Linked DNA regions of Mus musculus: all the other regions are linked to region 5. The links are chromatin contacts, called in public ChIA-PET, HiChIP or PLAC-seq, Micro-C and promoter capture Hi-C maps. All regions are on one chromosome and are shown on one strand. The core of a region is the stretch at or near the end of the contact, and the rest is flanking DNA. Distances in the headings are between cores, read along the strand shown.

The links. Hi-C and Micro-C count contacts between places; a contact is called where the count stands out from the background. ChIA-PET counts read pairs in DNA pulled down with a chosen protein or histone mark. HiChIP or PLAC-seq counts read pairs in DNA pulled down with a chosen protein or histone mark. Capture Hi-C pulls out chosen DNA fragments and counts their contacts.
Region 1: an H3K27ac HiChIP or PLAC-seq map of extraembryonic endoderm stem cells shows a contact between it and region 5, with 2.8 times the contacts expected there. The contact joins the promoter of Faap100 here to the promoter of Fasn in region 5. A contact is called at or near these places in 5 of 115 datasets of contacts at active chromatin or transcription factors (double positive thymocytes, epiblast stem cells, extraembryonic endoderm stem cells and 2 more).
Region 2: an RNA polymerase II ChIA-PET map of memory CD8 T cells shows a contact between it and region 5, with 26 read pairs. The contact joins the promoter of Narf here to the promoter of Fasn in region 5. A contact is called at or near these places in 7 of 39 promoter capture datasets (the 3T3-L1 cell line, cranial neural crest, hippocampal neurons and 3 more), 1 of 484 Hi-C or Micro-C datasets (embryonic stem cells), 5 of 115 datasets of contacts at active chromatin or transcription factors (the SCID.adh cell line, epiblast stem cells, hepatocytes and 2 more) and 2 of 9 other capture datasets (adipose tissue and pancreatic islet).
Region 3: a Micro-C map of embryonic stem cells shows a contact between it and region 5, with 2.6 times the contacts expected there. The contact joins the promoter of Ogfod3 here to the promoter of Fasn in region 5. A contact is called at or near these places in 11 of 39 promoter capture datasets (the 3T3-L1 cell line, 3T3-L1-derived adipocytes, the SN4741 cell line and 5 more), 11 of 484 Hi-C or Micro-C datasets (the HL-1 cell line, LSK cells, the N1E-115 cell line and 4 more), 9 of 115 datasets of contacts at active chromatin or transcription factors (the SCID.adh cell line, embryonic forebrain, embryonic stem cells and 4 more) and 2 of 9 other capture datasets (adipose tissue and liver).
Region 4: a contact with region 5 is called in a promoter capture Hi-C map of liver. The contact joins the promoter of Nploc4 here to the promoter of Fasn in region 5. A contact is called at or near these places in 1 of 484 Hi-C or Micro-C datasets (embryonic stem cells), 4 of 115 datasets of contacts at active chromatin or transcription factors (the 230-238 cell line, epiblast stem cells and large pre-B cells) and 3 of 9 other capture datasets (embryonic stem cells, liver and pancreatic islet).
Region 6: a contact with region 5 is called in a promoter capture Hi-C map of liver, with 2.9 times the contacts expected there. The contact joins the promoter of Arl16 here to the promoter of Fasn in region 5. A contact is called at or near these places in 6 of 39 promoter capture datasets (the C10 cell line, cranial neural crest, embryonic stem cells and 2 more), 1 of 484 Hi-C or Micro-C datasets (effector CD8 T cells), 13 of 115 datasets of contacts at active chromatin or transcription factors (the SCID.adh cell line, T-cell acute lymphoblastic leukemia, astrocytes and 9 more) and 2 of 9 other capture datasets (liver and pancreatic islet).
Region 7: a contact with region 5 is called in a FOXA1 HiChIP or PLAC-seq map of pancreatic cancer cells. The contact joins the promoter of Foxk2 here to the promoter of Fasn in region 5. A contact is called at or near these places in 2 of 39 promoter capture datasets (liver and pre-B cells), 5 of 484 Hi-C or Micro-C datasets (CD8 T cells, embryonic stem cells, granulocyte-monocyte progenitors and 1 more), 2 of 115 datasets of contacts at active chromatin or transcription factors (the SCID.adh cell line and pancreatic cancer cells) and 1 of 9 other capture datasets (adipose tissue).

The regions. Positions count from the first base shown.
Region 1 is chr11:120,377,305-120,380,004 of GRCm38.p6, forward strand. Faap100 (Fanconi anemia core complex associated protein 100) reads right to left here and starts at 1,442. Exons shown (of 10, transcript NM_027980.2): 1 at 1,238-1,442; 2 at 1,024-1,142; 3 at 1-357. The coding sequence starts at 1,402. It overlaps Nploc4 (NPL4 homolog, ubiquitin recognition factor), which reads right to left. Exons shown (of 17, transcript NM_001195023.1): 17 at 2,494-2,700.
Region 2 is chr11:121,235,863-121,238,562 of GRCm38.p6, forward strand. It overlaps Narf (nuclear prelamin A recognition factor), which reads left to right and starts at 1,374. Exons shown (of 11, transcript NM_026272.3): 1 at 1,374-1,489; 2 at 2,557-2,655. The coding sequence starts at 1,463.
Region 3 is chr11:121,203,347-121,206,046 of GRCm38.p6, forward strand. Ogfod3 (2-oxoglutarate and iron-dependent oxygenase domain containing 3) reads right to left here and starts at 1,302. Exons shown (of 9, transcript NM_025402.2): 1 at 1,143-1,302. The coding sequence starts at 1,216. It also overlaps a transcript of Hexdc not described here.
Region 4 is chr11:120,436,238-120,439,068 of GRCm38.p6, forward strand. It overlaps Nploc4 (NPL4 homolog, ubiquitin recognition factor), which reads right to left and starts at 1,463. Exons shown (of 17, transcript NM_001195023.1): 1 at 1,262-1,463. The coding sequence starts at 1,276.
Region 5 is chr11:120,822,976-120,825,828 of GRCm38.p6, forward strand. It overlaps Fasn (fatty acid synthase), which reads right to left and starts at 1,572. Exons shown (of 43, transcript NM_007988.3): 1 at 1,055-1,572.
Region 6 is chr11:120,466,147-120,468,856 of GRCm38.p6, forward strand. Arl16 (ADP-ribosylation factor-like 16) reads right to left here and starts at 1,454. Exons shown (of 5, transcript NM_197995.2): 1 at 1,217-1,454; 2 at 1,036-1,094; 3 at 508-621. The coding sequence starts at 1,277. It overlaps Hgs (HGF-regulated tyrosine kinase substrate), which reads left to right and starts at 1,489. Exons shown (of 22, transcript NM_008244.3): 1 at 1,489-1,617. The coding sequence starts at 1,581.
Region 7 is chr11:121,258,499-121,261,264 of GRCm38.p6, forward strand. It overlaps Foxk2 (forkhead box K2), which reads left to right and starts at 1,489. Exons shown (of 9, transcript NM_001080932.3): 1 at 1,489-2,024. The coding sequence starts at 1,633.

The DNA of each region.
Region 1 (2,700 bases), core at 192-2,691, 450 kb before region 5:
CCACAGCCCTGGGGGTGACCATGAGGTGCCCTGGAGTCTGGTGGGAACACGCAGCACAGCACGGGCAGGAAGCGGGGGGCTGCAGGCTTCTCTGGCACCCCACCTGGTGGGGTGCAAGTGGACAACTCCACCTCACCAATCTGGCCTCTGGGCAGAGGCTCCTCCCCTGCACAGGGACGCTCAAACAGCTGCATCTTCCACTGGGTGGGGCCCTGTGCCAGGGTGACCAGCATATCATCCAGCACGGTGAAGGCACAGAGGGCAGCGTCAGGGAGGACACACGCATCCGGGTCCACATGGATCACAGGGTAGGGGGGAGCCGCTTCCTCTTTGTCCTCACAGGCCTGGCTCCCAGACCTTCAGGAACAATGGAAGCATAGTCAGTATTGGGTGGGGTAGACTCACACCGTGCTCAGCAGTAACCTGACTTGCTCTGAGTAGGCTAGGCAGGAGACATCACAGGCCATTCAGCAGGTAGGTCTCTCTCTCTCTCTCTCTCTCTCTCTCTCACACACACACACACACACACACACACACACACGCTTGACACAGGATCAGCCAGAAACATAGCTCTGCAGATCGAGGCAGCTTGGGAACTATTCCCAAGGCTGCCTGGGCTGTGCACGGTGAGTTCTTCCAGCACAAGCCAAGGGACACGAGCTTTTGCCACTCACTGCTTGCCAGAGACACCGTCTTCTGAGACCCACTTCCAAGAGGTCTTGCCAGGCACCGGAGGGCAGTGATAGCGGTGCTCCTGGTTGCAGACTTCACTACCTGAGCCTCAACAGCTAAGAACTTCACAAAAGCAGACACAACTGCCACGCCTGCATATGCACAGGTACTAGAGAGCGGGAATGGGCGGCCTAGACCGCAGTCCTCTGCTTCCTACCCCAGTGTGTTGTCAGTGGCCGTCAAAGGGACTACTACTGGGACAAACCTCTCACAACTAGGAGGACATGAAAGCCGGCCTCCCTGGGGACCCGACTTGTCACTGGCCGGCCGCGTGGGGCCACGCCCCCTCACCTGTCCAGCGAGTCCAACGACAGGCAGTAGATGCCAGTCCGGGCACACAGGACGTAGAGTGCCCTGCGGATGGCCAGGAGCTGCAGGTGCCATACCTGGTCGGGAAACTGGTACACCGCCTGGGCGCCAGGAGAGCGAGGTCAGGCGAGGGCACACGCGGCCCCGGCTCACCTCGGAACGGCGCCGCCCGCCCGCCCTCCCGCCCTCCGCTCACCGTCAGCAGCCCGCCCTCCTGGTCATACACATAGACGAACTCGCGTCCGGTGGACAGAAAGACCTCAGCCTCATGCCGCAGCACAAACGGCTTCCCCGCCGCTCGGCCTCCGAGCGGGCAGCAGAAGTCCGACAGGTAGTGCACGCGCGAGGAAGCGCCCGCCATCCTGCGGGCGCCGGGCCAGAGCTCAGCCCGGAGGGGCGGTGCCGCCTCCAGGCTTTACGGCCGCCCACGGCGCGGCGCGGCCTCCGCCGTAAAGCGGCCGCTGCGGAGGCGTGGCCGGAGCCTGCTGCAGGGGCGGGGACAGTTGCTCTACGGTCCGCTAGAGGGCGGGAACGCCCCCAAACACCGTGGCTTAGCAAAGAGCCACAACGGGAGGCACAAAGCCAGAGGGTAGCCAAATAATGCAGTCCTGCAAGTTCACTGGGGCCCGCGTCAGGGCCCTTGCCTCGGATCACCTACCTGTTGAGCAGAGGTTGCTCTGGTGCAAGGCTTGTATGCAGCACTTGCCCTGGCACCGTTTTGTGACAGCACTTGAGAGCACCACCCGTATAGCACGGGGTTTCAGGAGTAGGGTGGCACAGCACACCATTCAGTCCCTTGATAGGGAAAAAGGTGCTTCAGGCCAGCCATCCAGAAGAGCCTTTGCTCCACTCATGAACGCGGCAGGATGTGATTCTACAGCAGAGGATGCTGAAAACCCTAATGAGCTGGGTCTAAGGGAAACCACATTTTCTTCAATGACAGCTCTTCTTGGGGCTCCCTGAGGGAGCAGGCGGAGAATCCTACCCTGGAATGAGGCTCCAAGTACAAGATGAAATACTACTCTTCCAGAGCACTCATCAGAAACTAGACACCACTGCCTATGCTTCTGAAGTGGCAGCTACTCGGAGGGCTGAAGGCAGGAATACTTGAGTTCGGAGCCAGCGCAGGCAACCTTGACTCTTAAAAGAACGTTCATCTGAAAATTACAGCGGACAAATCTACAAAGGTGTGTGGGGTCACAACCAGGCACAAAACGTCCTGTGAACTTAGAGAGCATAGTGTAACCCTAGTGTAGATGTCAGAACAACATCCTGGGGCTGGAGAGACGGCTCAGCCGTAAGAGCACACGCTGTACTTGCAGAAGACCCAAGTTTGATTCCCAGCATCCACATAGGGAAGCTCACAACCCCCAACAGCTCCAGGGGCTCCTACATCTTTTACTAAGGTATTTATGTGTACAAAAGCATACGATTAAATAAATAAAAGCTGTGTGGTGGTATACACCTTTAATCCCAGCACTCAGGAGGCAGAGGCAGGTGGATCTGAGTTCAAGGCCAGGCTGGTCTACAAAGCTAGTTCTACAACAGCAACGCTTATGAAAACAAAACAAAACAAAAAACAAAAAGCTCTGTCTGGAACTGGACACCCCCCAGCCCCAAATATTTATTTCTTAGGCTTTATAGTTGTAGCCTGTCTGT
Region 2 (2,700 bases), core at 124-2,623, 410 kb after region 5:
AAACTCCATTTAACAAGCTAATTCAGAGAATTTAGGGCTGGGGATGTGACAGCCAGCTGTAACTTGGGGGCACTGTTACTGCTGGTCCAGAAACAGGCTGCTCTCAGTTATTAGAGACACTTCCCTCGGTAAACCATTATCCTATAATCTCATTCTATTATTGACATTCCAGGTCAAAGGTCAGTGGCCTTTAAGGGATGCCTGGTACTATAGTAAGTTTCTTTAGCTGTCCCAGGGGAGTTATATGTACATTATTACACAGGACGATTCTCTTGCCCAGCTGTGGATTCCATAGATAAGGTACATCTTTTGTATATTATGTAACTTGCCCTATTCTGTAGGTGGTGTGCAGCTATGATATCTACTTTATAAAGCTTTCCTTTAGCCTTCTTCCAGCATGCTGTTTGGCTCTAAAGCCGCTGTCCTTCAGGTAGGAGTAAGAATGCACTTATTTAATTTAAATTTGAATTGAGTCTGTCTTTGGTCTTTCCCAGGGGATTGGAACACAACAAAAGAATAATGCATTTAATCTGCCTTGGAGACAGGTCTCACTGTGTAGCAGTATAGGGCAGTGTTGGCTTTAATTTTATCATTTTCCTGCCTCAGCCTCCTGAGTGTTGGGTAATTGCCAATAGGCCTGCTCATCCTACCTGTCATTTTGTTTGTAGACAGGTACATGTGTAGTACTGGCCGTCCTGGAACTCAGAGATCTGCCTTGCTCTGTCTCCTGGGTTCTGGGACTAAAGGCATGCGCTAACTCGCCAAGATTCAAGGTCAGCCTACTTTGAATCTACACGCCAGACTCAGCAGCATTGCCCATAAAGCAAAGCAAGCCTGCTGCGCATGTGCACTTGTGCCGCACCGGCCTACGTGAGGCTTCGCTGGCTGGTCATGGCGGCGGTAGAGGGCGGCGCCGGCTCCGCCCTCCAGGAGACGCAGTAGAGCAGAACTTACGACGCTAACTTGATTGAGCGGGCCAGGCCGCGGCCACTGAGCAAGGCGCTCTGAGGTCGCCGCGATTCGGCCTCGTCCGCTCGGTCAGCGCACTCTTCCTGCCTCATACGCCCGCCTTTGCCAACTTTCCCCATTAGTCCTTAACCAGGCAAAAACTGACAGGAGGATATGTCCCGGCCGGGCAACTACTAGTCGAGGGACAAGCTCCACCCCCGTTCTCTGATTGGCTCCTGGGAGGGACCTGCCACTTCCTCACACTCTCATTGGCTTAAGCGGCGGAGGCGGGGTGAGCGTGCCATACCATCCTTGCACTCTTTTCATTGGCTCAGGGGTGTGGCTCATCTTGCTTAGGCTCTCTCATTGGTCTACTACAGTCCTTGGGGCGGGGCCTCCGTGCAAGAAGACAACAAAGGGTCGCAGGTCGCTAGCGGGCGGCAGGCGGCGGTGTTCCAGTCTTCCTTACTCCTCACAGCTTAGGCGCGTCGGCCTCCTGCCAGTCCCACTCCAGATGAAGTGTGAGCACTGCACACGAAAGGTGGGTGCGTCGTCCGGCGGGGCTAGGGGCGAAAGCCAAGGCTGGAATCGGTGGTGAGGGTCGGGCTCAGCCGGGTGCACCTTGCTCTGTTATGTCGGCCTCTGACAGCCATCACCTGTCTGCAGAGGACTGGGCGGCGAGCTGGCTGTTGTCCACTGCAGGCGAGTGCACCGCCGGGACTGTCCGTGGAAGCTACTGTTCTGGGGCCGGGGATTGATCTCAGTCCCGGCACCCTGTTGTGGAAGTGAACGATTAATAAAGTAATTAGAAATGATGCTTTGAGCGGCTCTTCTACTTAAACAACAACAAACTTCAATACAACGAAGTGGAGAAGGAATAAAGGGCAGGCAGGCCCTCCTGTCCTGCTCCACTAGGTGGCTGAAGTGACTGACAGCTGCCTCACTTGCCTTCACACGTGATGCATGTGCAGGAATCTCGTTTGGTTTTTTGTTTTTTTACAGGAATTGTATCATATCCAAATACTCCATACGTTGTTTTTTTTTTTTTTCAGAGAATCGCCTGTAATCTTGTGTAATAGCCACATCTAAATGTTCTTATATATATTACCGTTAGATCACTTCCTGTTCTTCATTACTACTACAAACAATACAAATGGAGGGTGTGAGTGTTTATGTGTACCCTTCTATAAGTATGGATGATTTTATTTTGTAGAAAGGGTTTCTTAGAAGTAAGATCGACTGCTCAGGATATGTTTTGGTTTTTGGCATCACACTAAATTATTCTTGACTGAGCTCGGTGGTACACACCAATGATCCCAGTGCTTGAGAGACTGAGGCAGGAGCTCAAAGTTAGACAGTGCAATTTATCAAGACCCTATCTCATTAAAAAAAAATATGGTAGCACACATCTTAATCTGAGCACTCAGGAGGCAGAGGCAGACTTTCTGTGAATTTGAGGTCAGCCTGGTCTACATGGTGAGTTCCAGGACAGCCAGGACTATGTAGAAAGACTTGATCTAAAAAGGAAAAAAATAGATAAATAAAAATAGAGAAAAGAAAAATAATTTTCCTTTCTAACATCCCCCATCCTTTTTTTTTTTTTTAAAGGAATGTAGTAAAAAATCAAAAACTGATGACCAGGAGAATGTGTCCAGTGATGGGGCCCAGCCAAGCGATGGGGCCAGCCCAGCCAAGGAGAGTGAAGAGGCAAGTAGATGCTTCGGGTTTGTGTCAGCCTAACGTGAGCGTGAG
Region 3 (2,700 bases), core at 52-2,551, 380 kb after region 5:
TGCCCACCATCACCACCCCTCAGAAGAGCTTCCCAGGCAGTATATGGACCTGTCTTCTCTGACCAGACAGGGCTGAATATGTGCTTCAATGGGCAAAAAAATTGTGGGCTGACCATAGGTAATTTCTGTCCAGCCCACAGAGCACCTATTTGGAGGATTGTCAGGGCATGTGAGTCTCTGATCACTCATGCATCCATATATGACTGCCCCATCCCAAGCCTGTGTTTCTACACGAACACATGTGTACGTAAACCAGCGTACATGAAGCATATCTACTTAACTCAAATCATAAACCTGGAGCCAGAAAGAGCACAGAAGAATGTCAGAAATGATATGTGTAAGTTTCCTCTACGACCCAGGTCTGTGTGGTCCGGTCCCTGATGAAGCTGTGTCTGTGTCTCTACACTTCTGTGTGTATAACTAGAGTGGCTGAGCTCTGCTGTCCAGGAAAGGTCTCAAAATACATGCAGAATTGTCAGAGTTAGGTCCCTGTCCCTAAGGACTCCGTTTCTTAGTTACCATTTCAGGTGTGGGTTTGACAGAGGCTCACAAGGCCAGTTTTGGATAGGTGAGGTGTGAAAGGCTGGGATGAGGTAACCAGCAGAGATGTGAGGAGACAGACCATGTAGTGGGTGGGGAGTCCTAAAGGCTCAAAAAGGGTCCCTAGCGAGAGAAACCTGTTCACGTGACTGAATGCAGCTCGACTCCAAGAAGAGGTTTCCTGTGGGCAGGGCCTCTGTGCAGAGCTTGGAGGTGGGCAGCCACGTGGACATTTTCACTATAGAAAGGATGCCGCAGGATACACTAACCAAGTCACGCCCCAACACATCAATCACGCCCACACTACCACGCCCTCTCTCTAAATTAAGCCTGCTCAAGTCTCAGTAGGGCTGGTCCCACCTGTCACCTCTAGCCAGGGACCAACCCAGACACGAGTCAGACCCCGCCTTGTCATGAGCACGTCCCACCCCTGTTAGGTCCCACCCCTGGGATGGCCACGCCTCACTCTGCCAAGGACACAGCAATCAAGACCACGCTCTGCCTCCCTCCGACCCCGCCCTCGGAGTGGCCACGCCCACACACACCAGTCAGGCTCCGCCCGCTGTGGCGCGCGGCCTCCCGGTCCCTAAGGATCCCGCTACCTGGTCGCGCGCCGGCGCTCTGCAGCACTACTTCCCTCGGGAATTCTGGGTGGTCCCCTCCGCTGAGGCGCCATCGGGCCCAGCCGTCGCAGAGCCAGCTACGACACGAGAGCCACCAAACTCGGGGCAATAGCTGCGACAGCGAAAGCGAGGCGGGAACGGGGTCGGGACGCGGGAGCGACGCGCTCGGTCTTCGTCCGGCTCACGGCCAGACGAGAGCAATCGGAGGCCGAGCGGTGGCGGGGGTGGGGTGGGGTGGGGGGAGGCGGAGCCTTCTCGGCCCTTGGCACTGCAACCCTGAGGCACCTGCGGAATTCTGTCTTCTCCTGTAGCTGGGCTGCGGCGGCGACGCGGGTGAGTCAAGCCCACAGCCACCGATTGTGCTGGGCCCGGATGACCTGTCTCCTACGGCCGCCGCCCTCTCCTTTCCCCGGCCCCGAGAGCTGCATTGAGAAGCCTGTCAGGGACTTTGAACTGCCTGAGAGTGGCAGGTCGGGCAGGGTTGGGGATTGAGGGCGAGCGTAGGGGGGGTGTGGTTCCTAAGGCTAGGACTTTTGAGTCCTTGCACAGGACGAGCAGGTGAAATCATGCAACTGGATGCACAACTCTGTAATTCTTTTTAATAATCGCTTGTGATTTTACAGAAGGTAGGAAAACTGTTTCTAATATCTTGACTGCTTCAGTGTCCTCCAGAAATGAACTGTAATGGAAACTATAGTCAGTTCTGATATATGTAGAGTTTATTCCCTTTTCAGGTTATTGTTGTTGTTATTTGCAGTAGCCAGGGTGGATCGCAGGGTTCCTGGCATAATGAGCAGCCGGTGCTGTATCACGGAGCTAGTCACCATCTCTCCAAATTACCACTGCCTTAATTGTTTTTCAGTACGAGGAATTGAACCTAAGGCCTTCTGCATGCTAGACAAGTGTTGTACCACTAAGCAATCCAGTCCTTATTTTACTTATTAGTCTGGAGACAGGGTCTTATTAAGTTGCAAAGTCTAGCCTTGACCTTCCTTTATAGCCCAGGCAAGTCTTAAACTTTAATCCTCCTTCCTCAGGAGGGGGTGGGGTGGTGTACTGGCTAGCTTTGTGTCAACTTGACACAGCTGGAGTTATCACAGAGAAAGGAGCTTCAGTTGAGGAAATGCCTCCATGAGATCCAACTGTAAGGCATTTTCTCAATTAGTGATCAAGGGGGAAAGGCCCCTTGTGGGTGGGACCATCTCAGGGCTGGTAGTCTTAGTTCTATAAGAGAGCAGGCTGAGCAAGCCAGGTGAGGCAAGCCAATGAAGAACATCCCTCCATGGCCTCTGCATCAGCTCCTGCTTCCTGACCTGCTTGAGTTCCAGTCCTGACTTCCTTTGGTGATGAACAGCAGTATGGAAGTGTAAGCCGAATAAACCCTTTCCTCCCCAACTTGCTTCTTGGTCATGATGTTTGTGCAGGAATAGAAACCCTGACTAAGACAAATTGGTACCAGGAGTGGGGTATTCCTGTGACAACCTGACCATGTTCTGGGGAGGACTGTGGAAGGACTTTGGAACTTTGGGCTTGAAGA
Region 4 (2,831 bases), core at 213-2,712, 390 kb before region 5:
CTTAAAAGCAAAACTCCTAAAATCAACTTCTGAAGAGTATATTAATTCCTTACAACCTGAGAAAGTCGATTTAAGACCCACTGATGCCCAAGTCAGCCTTTGGAACACCTGAACACACTGCTTAACCTCAGTAAAGAGCATTTAAATAAATAGAAATTTAAAAAGCGGATTGACCTACTGATACCTCACCTATTTCTAGGCAAGTCATCTGTGATGGTAAATTTAAGTTTTAAAACTAAGTCAGCCTTTCTTTCTCAGGTTTCTCTGCATCGTCTGCATCCAGGATAGAAAATACAGAGAACAGAAGACCCCTAAATGGAGCTGTGAGGAAAGAGAAGCTGCCCTCAGAGAAAAGCCTTAACTCTTAGCCTGCCATAAATGTCTGCAGTGAGATAAGTGAGGTGGGAGGATGTCAAGGTCAAGGATGGCCTGGGACAAAGTAGTAAGACTGTCTCAAAACACAAACAAAACTCAAGAGCTATACTTCCCTGGAAATCCAGAGAGATGTGATGTTCTCGAATGCAGGAAACCACTGAAGAGCTGTTTCAGGCCTAAGGCAACCACCATGATTCCGATCCCATGGAAATCCCCAATATTCCTCCATGTTGGCCCTAGTTATTCTGTCAGAACGGGTCTGTTACTCCTATCACTTCCCAACCCCTGCCACATATGCTCTGGAGAGAAACTCCCACAGGTTAACAAACGGCTGGTTTTCCTCTCCTTTTACTGACTTATTTCATGGGGCTGGGGGTGACAGTCTCTACTGTCAGGCTAAAAGTGAAATCGGCCTTCTTTATGACACTCCTTTTAAACAGGTGGTCGTCAAGTCGCCTGTGTCAAAGAGGAGCCAATCCCGCCTGTTTTGGGTTGGCCCCCATGGCCGCGTCCTCTGTGGGAAAAGGGTTCCCCTAATGATGCCCTTTTCTTCTCCGGTCGACTCTTCCGGAGTGAAATCGTGACGAGGCACTGTCGGGATGGAGGAGGAGAGAAGGACGTACCGGGCTTCGGGGCCTGGGAGGAGGCCGAGGTCCCTCAGAGCAACCTGCAGCAGCGGGGAAGAAGAAGGCCGCTCCGTTCCGACCGCTCGGCCTCCTTCCCGCCAGCCTTTCCGGGCTCGGCCAGGGCAGGTACCTCCTCAAACCCGGGGCGAGCGAGGAGGAGCCACCGGCTCCGAGCACCGTCCGGCGCTGGCCCGCCCAGGACACCCGCAAATCTGCTGCCTCATCCCAGCGCCCCGCTCCCTCCCGGCCGCCGCACTCACGATGCTCTCGGCCATGGCGGCCGCTCCAGTCTCCGGGCTCGGGCCCCGGGCTCCCGCCGCCTGTCTCCCCAAGGGCCTCGCAGCCCCGGCCTCGGCCTCAGCCCCGGCCCCGGCCTCCCGCCGCCGCCGCCACCGCCGCTCCAGCTTCGCCGCCCGGCTCCGCCAGTGCCGATGTCCGGTGCTTCGCTCAACACACTCCGCCAGGCGGAGAGAGAGGCGAAACAAGGTTCCGGCCCCGCCAACGGCCGCGCGCATGCGCCAAGTGGTGCCGCGCGTCCCTCGTCCGTGCCCCCTCGCCCCCCACCCCCTTCCCCTAGGCTGGGCCCAGGACCCTGGGTTCAGAAGACTGTGACAGGAGAGCCATATTCCTGAAAGTTCGAGCAATGAAAAAAAGCTGCAAGAAAAGGCGAGCGTCGAGATCTCGCTCAAATATAACCGTTACGGAAGTTTTGTACTGTCTTCACAATTTTCCAGCAATGAGCTGGAGTTTCTCCCTTTGTACTGAACTTTGTAACTGCATATGATTTGAAGTAGAAGACTTTTGAAATTTCTTAAGAGGCTAAACGCCTCCGAATTTTTATTTGATTTTTTTGTTGGTTTTTTTTTTTTTTTTTTTTTTTGGCTTCTGTTTTTTTTTTTTTTTTTAAGACAGGGTCTCACTAAATACAACCTTGGCTGTAGACCAGGTTGGCTTGGAACTCACAGTGCTGGGCCTGCCTCAGTGCTGGGATTGAAAGGCAGGCCCCCTTTCCTGCCTCCGATGGTTCGATTTATGAGTGTACTAAACTCCGATTATGTTTTAGACTGTTTTATTTATTTGTTGTTTTAGATATAATATATTTTACTGTGTACATTATATATTGTATATAATGTATATTTATACAATATGTTTTATTGAAAGAACTTGTTAAGACATAGTGTTGGCTGTCCTGGATCTAGCTCTGTAAACCAGGCTGGCCTTGAACTAACAGAGATCCACCTACCTCTGCCTCCCCAGTGCTGGGATTAAGGTTCTGTACCACCACCACCCAACTAAACTTTTTTTTAAAGTTTTTAATATATTTTATATGTATAAATGTTTTGCCTGCATGGATTTGGCTGCACCACAAGTGCCTGATACCTGAGAACATCAGAAGAGGGAGTGGATCCCTTGGAACTAGAGTTTCAGATGATTGAGACCCACCATGTGGGTACTGGAAACCAAAACCAAATCCTCTGGTACAGCACCAAGCACCACTCCAGCCCTGACCTTGAACTTTCGATCTACCTGACTCTGCCTCCTCTTGCTGGGGTTACAGGAGTGTGTCATCACACCCAATTCTGTGGACACTGCGGTAAAACCCAGGCTTCTTAGGAAAGCTCTCTACAAAGTTGTGCACATCCAAGGCCCATTTCTATCCTCGTCTCATGTAGTCCAAGCTGGTTTCAAGTCTGAAATCTTCCTATCTGCTTCCTGGGTGATGGGATTATAGGTGTACACCCCCACACCCGGCTCCCCTCTTAAGTCCATCGAACCATCACTGTCAATGTCAGTGCTGATAACACACAGTTCTGTAACCTCTGTTATTTA
Region 5 (2,853 bases), core at 322-2,821:
TAGCAGAACTCAGCTGTAAACAACGGATGAGCTGAGTGCTTAGGTCTCCTTGCACTGATAGCTACTTCTGAGATTGTCAGCCCTTCCAGGGTAGACACTTGACCTGGCCTGACCCTACCATGTTTTGCCAGAGCTACCTGGGACCATAGGATCTCCAGTTGCCTACTGGATGCTCCATCCCAGGCTAGTCAAATCAGGAACTTGCAAACAGAAGTGGGGCTTCAAGAAACAGGGTCTGGGGCACTCTCACCTTAAGCCACGGGGAAGCCAGCGCGCTTCCCTTTCACGAAGAGGGTGGAGACTGACTGCCGTTCAGTGCCAGCCAGGACGCCAGGCTTGGTTAGGACCCAGAGGGAACAGGCCCGACAACTAGTGAGTGCCCAGGCCTAGCAGGGCTGAGGCAAACCGATCCCCTGCCAATGGACCCTTTCAGCAAGGTCCGACCTGGAATACTACTCTCAGCTTGGTGCGGTTAGGGGAAAGGTGAAGCCTCTCGCCATCTGGTCGAACACTTTGTAACCTGGCCGAGGCAGCAGAAGGATCTGCTAGATCCTCCTGTCCCTAAGGCACTTGCCCAGGGCAGTTCAGGCCTTGCAACCGTAGTCCAACGAGAAGGCTTCCGTGCCACCCAGCCGGTGAGGCCTGGATGGTCTGATGACTTCCGCTGAGGCCCCTGGGGCCTCGTGCGCACCCAGACCCGCATCTGCCTTCTCCAAGCTGAAGCCCGGGTACCACCGCGGCCTCCTGCGCCCTGCCAAAGCCGCCCAGTGCGAGTGAAGGCCCCGGCCCCATCCACGAGGCGCCCAGACTCCTGCACCCGGTTGGCGCGGCGCCCACGTGACAGCGGCCCGCCGCGCTGGCTCTCCGCACACCCCTCCCGCGCCCCTCTCGGCCTGATCGCGGAGCTCAGCCCGGTGGCTGGCTGTCGGAGGGGCGCGGCGGCGCTTTTGTGAGCGCAGGGGTGCCGAGGATGGGCGCCCGCCTATCCTTCCACTGGAGCCGTGGCATCCCGACACCGGCCTGCCGCCCCGGAACCCCGAACGCAGCGGCGTACCTGTCTGGGCTCTGGAGGCAGACGACAAGCGAGGAGCGCGGCAGGCGAACTGGACGGGACGCCGCTGCCGTCTCTCTGGCTCCCTCTAGGCCGCGCCGGCGCTATTTAAACCGCGGCCATCCCCGCGCGGCCACGCCACATGGGCTGACAGCTTGGCTGCGCCGCCCAGGCCAATGAGCGTCGGGGCTGCGCCCCGGGACCCGGCGCGCCGCCGCCGGTGGGGTGATGCCCGCGCGCGCCGCCCCCAGCCGGGACCCTGCACGGGCGCGCGCTGGAGCACAAGGAACGCGCAGCCCCCGCCTGCTTCCGTCCCCGCCCCCGGCCTCGCGCGGGCCACGCGGGGCTCATCCCGACGCCCTCATCTCTGTCCTCCCACCCCCACCCCCTCGCGGCCGGTGCCAGGTGTGCACTGTGCGCGCGCAGTGTGGGTCGGGCGTGCTTGGTCACACTGGAAACTCTGCACTGAGGAGGACACCAGGGCCACGCGGGGGGACAGGTCCGTGTCGCTGCGATTCCACGCCGCGATCGTAGCGCGCGCGGAACCGAGGGGCGTGGCCTGCTCCACATCGAAACCAATTGGACACCGAGGCCGTTCTCGGTGGCCCAATGGCGGCGCGCGGGTGGGCGTTGCTAGGCAATAGGGTGATGGGCCGGCAACAGCGGCAAAGCACTTCGCGGGCCCCCGCGCAAGCGCGGTCGTTGACCCTGGCGGAGGGCGCCTCAGGCGGGGTTACTACCGGTCATCGTGGCCCAGCTTTCTCGGACTCCCACCCTCTGTGGCCACCTTGGAGACCAGGATGCGGGCAGGGACGGGAGCAGTAGGCAGGATAGGGAACACTGACGGGCGCGTGTGGCGGCCTCCGGAGTCCGCTCAGTGTCCAGGCGCGGCCATCTGGCGAGCGGGATACCACCCCTCCCCCGCCTGGTGGGAACAAAGGAGCTGCTGCGCGCCTCCCTGAGTTTCCGGGACCCTCTCCCTCCCTCCCTTTAAATTCCTCTTTTCAAAGGGTTATCGAATTTGGGGGCGGGGGATGACAAAACTCACCGTCCAAAAAGACACAGACTTCTCAGGGTTGGGTCCCTTGAGTGCCTAGAGAGGTTGTTCCCTTCCCTCCTGTCCTTCCACTACAGGCCCAGGCCACTAAGACTGACCTCCTTATGGGGTAATGGCCCGGGAGTGGGGGGGAGGGGGAAGGGGGCTAGTGTCAGTGGTCCTTGACTGCAAGTCTATAGCAAAAGCCAGAGCCTCAGAGCCTTGCTTGTCAACCCTGGCTTCTAGCTTCTCCAACTTGGCTATCCACCCAGGCTTTCTGTGGAAGGAGGCTAAGCAGGGACCCTGAAGGGCAGCCTATAGGACTGGCAGGTGTATTCTGCCCATAAGCTGGCTTGCCCCCAAGCTCTCCCATTTTGCCCCTATGCCTTTGTGGGTGTCTTTGGGTTTCAGGGCCAGCCTAGGAAAGTTTTACAAAAGGCCTGTACACATACTAGCCAGAGCAGTCCCACCCCAGCTCCTGGTGCCTTGAGATAGGTCATGTTTGCCTTCTCACTGGCCAGGCTGCTGGCCAACCCTAAGTGGTCAGCAGAGCTCTGCCCTCTGCAGCTGTCAGGGTCTCAGCTGGAGGAGATGTAACCCAGGGATGCAGAGTCTGGGCCGTGCACAGAGCAGGATGCTGAGGGCAGAGCAAACTTCTCTGATCATCTTTTCACCAAAGGAAGTTGCATGGCTACATCTCAGAAACACGTGACAAACAAAGTGGATTGCCAGATGTGGATATGAGAGAGCCACGTCAGGATGGCCT
Region 6 (2,710 bases), core at 204-2,703, 360 kb before region 5:
CCCTGTCTGGTCATTTCACAAAAGCACACAGACAACTTTTTAAGTGGATTTAAATTTATGATGCAGGAGTTTGAACCTAGGGCTTCAAGTGTAGCTAGGGCAAGCACTCTCCTGAGCTACATATCCAGCCCCAGATTGGCTTTTAAACAACAGGTTTTGGAAATAGCCAAGGGGGAGTTGTACGAGGATGACTGTCACTGGTGTCTTTAAGTAAAATTAAGTCTACTGTGGCCATCAGCTCTTCATCCCAGAATTTGATGCCCCTTCCTTCTACAGATAGGACCAACAAGAGGGATGTAAAGTGTTGGTCGTATTCAGGTATCAAGGCATAGAACATGCTGTGCCTTCAACAAGCCTCCTAGAATCTGAGCCCTGCTCAGGAAATCAGACCAATGCACAGTCATCAAAGACCCCCAAACCCGATCCCATGAAAAGCAGGGCCAATACTTGATGGTTCAGGGAGTCAGACAAAACTGACCTCCAAAGAAGCTTGAAGTATTAACTCACCAAGAGCGAATGGCAGTTTCCATAGTAACTGGACCAGATGGGGCTCATGCATCCCCCGAGCTCTCGGATGGTGATCTTCCTGTGGGCCACAATGTCTGTAAGGTTGGTGCCCACCTATGGAAAAAACCACGATGCACTGAGACCAGCGCAAGCGGTGTGCTGTGGTGAGCTTCTGGATGGCAGCACCGCCATGAGGGAGCTAAGCATCCACAGCCAGTGACAACTGCTCAAGCCCTCTGCTCTCGCCACCAAGAAATGCAGCTCTCTGGGGGCTCCAGGCCAACGTCAACCATAGAGATGGGCCTTGAGAGTGACGAGGGAATGAATTTCTAGGGATGGGAGAGAAAGGTGCCCACCGGAAGACGGGCTTCGGGTTCTCCACACTCAGAAGTCTAGTGATGGGAGTTCCTCTGCCGCAGACAGTACCCAACCTACTGACCACAGGCACCGCGGCTTCCATTAGAAGAGGTCTGAGGACCTTTGCAAGCCTCAAAGGGCATGCATGACCTGAGAGAGGCCGACACCTACCGTGGGCCGCGTCGGTGGGGGCTCTCCCAGGTCGCCTTTGCCATCTCCGGAGCTCAGCTGTCCCGGCGGTCAAGGGCCATGGCGTGGCAGAGGGAGGAGTTCCCGTGATGAGCGACCCCGGTGTGCTCCCTCCCCACCCTGCCTGGGACTCCCTGCCTGCCCACTCGGCGCGGAAGGATATTCTGAAGGCGTTTCACCAGCAGGGTCTTCCCGACCCCAGCAGCTCCAAGCAGGAGACACATCCCTTCCTCGGATAACGCGCTTGTACCTCCGAGCTACCACGCAATGAGGCCCGCCTCCGCTTAGCTTTCATTGGATAGACCGCTCGTCCAGGCTGCTCATTGGTTAGTCCCAATGGACTGAGCGGTCCAATGGACGCTCAGAGTCAGTGTGTAAGCGCAAGTCTCGCCATGGAGCAGGACTCGGGGCGGCGCGGAGGCGTTGCGCGTGCGCGAGCAGAAAAAGAAAGGCGGAAGCGGAAGTTGGGGGGCGCGTCAGCTCCGAAAGAGGGAGCGACTGCAGCGTCGGTCCGGAGTGGGGTCGCCATGGGGCGAGGCAGCGGCACCTTCGAGCGTCTCCTAGGTAACGCGTCCGCCCGTCAGCTCCAAGTCAGCTCCCTCGCGCGCACCGGCCAGATGCTGCCTCCGTAGGTCTCAGGAGAGCGGGCCGGCCACCTAGACCGGCCGTCGGCCTCCGGGGAGCACTGCACGGTTCCCGGGCCTCGGGTGTGGCCGCCCGGGCTGTACACTGAGTCCTGGGGTTCCAGTGACGAATGCTCTTTGGGGGTCCGTGACGGACCTCTCTTCCTCCGGGTCCGACGGTCCTGAACCGATTGGGCCAAAGTCCTGAGTCATGAAGTCATGACTCAGATCTTAGCTTCATGCGGGTCTCAGACCCCGATACCTTTTCGCAGGGTGGAACCGATACTGCCTTCCTTAAACCTTTCGAGCCCCTTGGGGAATGCTTCCTAGGACCTCAGCCTCTTGCGCTCTGGTAGTGCCTGGGGGTTTGAGAAGACATGTATTTCTCATTTTTGAAGGTGCTTGTTGATATCACTATCTGAGGTTCCTGGACAGTGTAAATTTTAGGAGGGAAAAATGAGTTTGACATGCATGCACCATTCCCTCAATAAATGTGTTCAGGAGCAGGCCCCATCCTAGGCTGCTCACTTGCTCCTTTTTGAGCTAAGGTTTTCAAAGGGGAATCTTAGATGATGAGATGTTTACCTTAGTCTCATATCCTGGGAGGTTCAGCACGTCAGGTATGAATCCACTAACTTGTTGAATGAGTAACAAGGGTGGTGTATCTTGGGATAGCTCACTTTCGTAAGGGAGGGGTGATCCGAGTGTGAAGAGGTGTTGGCTGGGGGTACCACTTGACATGGAGAAATCATCCCTCATCTTCTAGAGCTTGCTAAGGGACCCATTACATTACCCAGCTAAGAGGTAAAGGACAAAACTTCTAAATGATGGGACTCTGTTGAGAAGCAGCAGGGTATGCCATTTTAAAGTGCCCAGCAAGCTGTGACAAAGGGCATTCTCTACCTCCTTTATCTTTAAAGCAGATGCAAGTAGTACCTCTCTCCAGAGGGTCTGTGGGAACTGAGTGAAGCCGAGCTTGAGCTGACAGCTGATAGGGACTAAGTATCATTTCCACATTATTTGCTTCTTGCATG
Region 7 (2,766 bases), core at 239-2,738, 440 kb after region 5:
ATCTTTATAAGTGTTTGGTTTGGCCAGATATGGTGGCTCATTCCTCTACTCCCATCCCTTGGGAGGCAGAGGTGGGTGGCTCTCTATGAGTTCGAGGTGATCTTGGCCTATATAGTAAGCTCCAGGCCAGCCAGGGTTATATATGACTGATCGTCTTTCCCTCCCCACAGAAAACACCAAAACCAGCCACAAAAGCCAAACAAAGCAACATAAGTGTTGGATTTGTATGCTTACTTTACATACCTGGATAGCTAGGTGTAAAAAGTTAGATCTAGCCATGTTATAGATAGATGCTAGAGTCACATGGCAGAGCCTCAAACCTGCCCTAGGCAGTGCGCAGGACAACACAACGGTGTCAACAGTAATGGGAGGGCATTTCTTGTTCTTGACACCCTTTGTCCTTGAACTGTGTTTGTCTAGATACTCACCTAGTTATCATTTCCATAGTTTTCTGTACATCACCTACAATGCCTCAAATTAATATTTAATGAAATGGCTCTTTGCCATATTTATAGTACAAAGCATTTTGAACCCTTAGGAATTTATCCCGTAATTACAGACACATATGTCAAATAAGATATGTAAATGTTATAAAGACTGTTTCCCATTAAATGTATTGCAAGTTTAGACATAGAATGAATTAGAACGCAAAATGTTCCCATGCCTCTAGTCTGGGGCCTCTGTTTAGAAGCTCTTGGCTAGAATGTCCACTTTATCCTATGCAGCTTAAGTCCAGACTCTCAACCTTTCCACTCTCCCTGACCTGAATGAACTCCTTTTGTGCATCAGTGAGAGAACACTGCGTCCCATCGCCTGCACCCAGGGGCCACCATATTGGTGTGACGTTCTTTATGACCACGTGCCTCTCTTACCAGAGCTAAAGCAGGTGCATCCACTGCCCTTCGTTCCTGGGGAAGAAACTAGGGGTCTCAGCTTCACCTCTATGTTGGCACCGGCTTCTGGAGCCCCTCACAGCCTGCTCGATCTGCATAGCTCTGCTCCTCCCACGGGCCCGCGTTGTGGTTTCTTTTTTAATGGGAGAGATGGGATCTCTCTATCACACATACACAGATTGGAATAAAGCTCAGATTTGCAGTCCTTGGTATGAATTACTGAGTGCAGAACTCTATGCATACTGGGGTAATTTCTGTCACATCCCTGTGACATACGGGTCGATGCGGCAGGTTCCCGAGCAGCGCGCCTGACTCTACGCAACCTAGGGCGGAGTGTGAGAGGGGCCAGCGGCTCCCGGGGCGCACTCGCGCCCGTCGTGACCTTGGACCCCCGCTCAGTCCGCGAACGCGCGCGGCCCCACGCCAACTCCTCACTCCGCCCCGGGTTTTCCGCGCCGCCGCGGCCAACCTGCGTCGCGCGACGACGCCGGACGTGCGGGCGCTCGGCGGCGCGGCTCCCCATTGGCCGGCCTCGGTAGCCCCACTGCGTGCGCCGCGCCCATTGGTCGGCGTGCCCGTCCGTCGTAGGGCCGGCGCGCGGCCGTGCGAGCTCCCGCCCTCGCAGCTCTCCTCGCCGGCCGGCGGTCTCCGCGACCGTGCTCGGCTCGCGCGGCCCACGACCGCGCCCGGGCCTCGGCCCGCTAGGGCGCCCGCGCGGATCGGCCAGGCCTCGCAGGCGATGGCGGCCGCGGCGGCGCTCTCGGGCGCGGGCGCCCCTCCCGCGGGCGGCGGGGCCGGGGGCGGCGGATCCCCGCCGGGCGGCTGGGCCGTGGCGCGGCTCGAAGGCCGCGAGTTCGAGTACCTCATGAAGAAGCGGTCGGTGACCATCGGCCGCAACTCATCGCAGGGCTCGGTAGATGTGAGCATGGGCCACTCGAGCTTCATCTCGCGGCGCCACCTGGAGATCTTCACGCCCCCGGGCGGCGGCCATAGCGCGGCCGCCCCGGAACCCGCGCAGCCCCGGCCGGACGCGGGCGGCGACTTCTACCTGCGCTGTCTCGGCAAGAACGGCGTGTTCGTGGACGGGGTGTTCCAGCGGCGGGGGGCGCCGCCGCTGCAGCTGCCGCGCGTGTGAGTGGCGGGAGGGGGGCAGTGTCCTGGACCTGACCCACGGTGGCTACCCAAGAGCAGGGAGGGACCCTGACCCACAGCAGCCACCCCCGGGGAGGGGCGGGACCCGCACTCAGACCCACTGCCCATCATCAGGCAGGACGCAGAAGACCCACGTCAGCTACCCATGAGCAGGGTCAGACCCTGGACAAGACCTGGTCCCCATCAGGGAGGGATCCTGATCCGCTATCCGGGAGCAAGGAAGGCTAGACTCACCACCAGGACCCATTCACTGCCCATAACCAAGACCTGACTGATTCTGACCTACCCTAGTTTAATGCCCACGACCATCACTGGGATCACAGCCCCCCAGCGCTCCACCCGGAGTATTTAACATGCTGGCCCACTCCTGTCTGCCCTCCTACTGCCAGGTCCCCTGCACTGGTATTCTAACCCACGGCCCTTTGTCCAGTCTGACATGGGACTCTCAGAACACAGACCATCATTTCTGCCATCAACCCTCAGCCCTCCCTGCCATCATCACCAGCGTTGGTGGGTGGAAGTTTTATGGGTGCTCTGTGCCTAACCATCAGGGAGGAGGCACCCAAGGGAGATGCTAAGATGTGTGTGGTGGAGAACTATCTAAAATGAAGGGTAGATACCTGGTACCTTTTTTTTTTTTTTTTTTTTTTTTTTAAATTCACGTTTCAGTAGCAAGATATTTTGGAGGTAGCGTCTTAAGCCTAACAATTCTCTTTCCCCA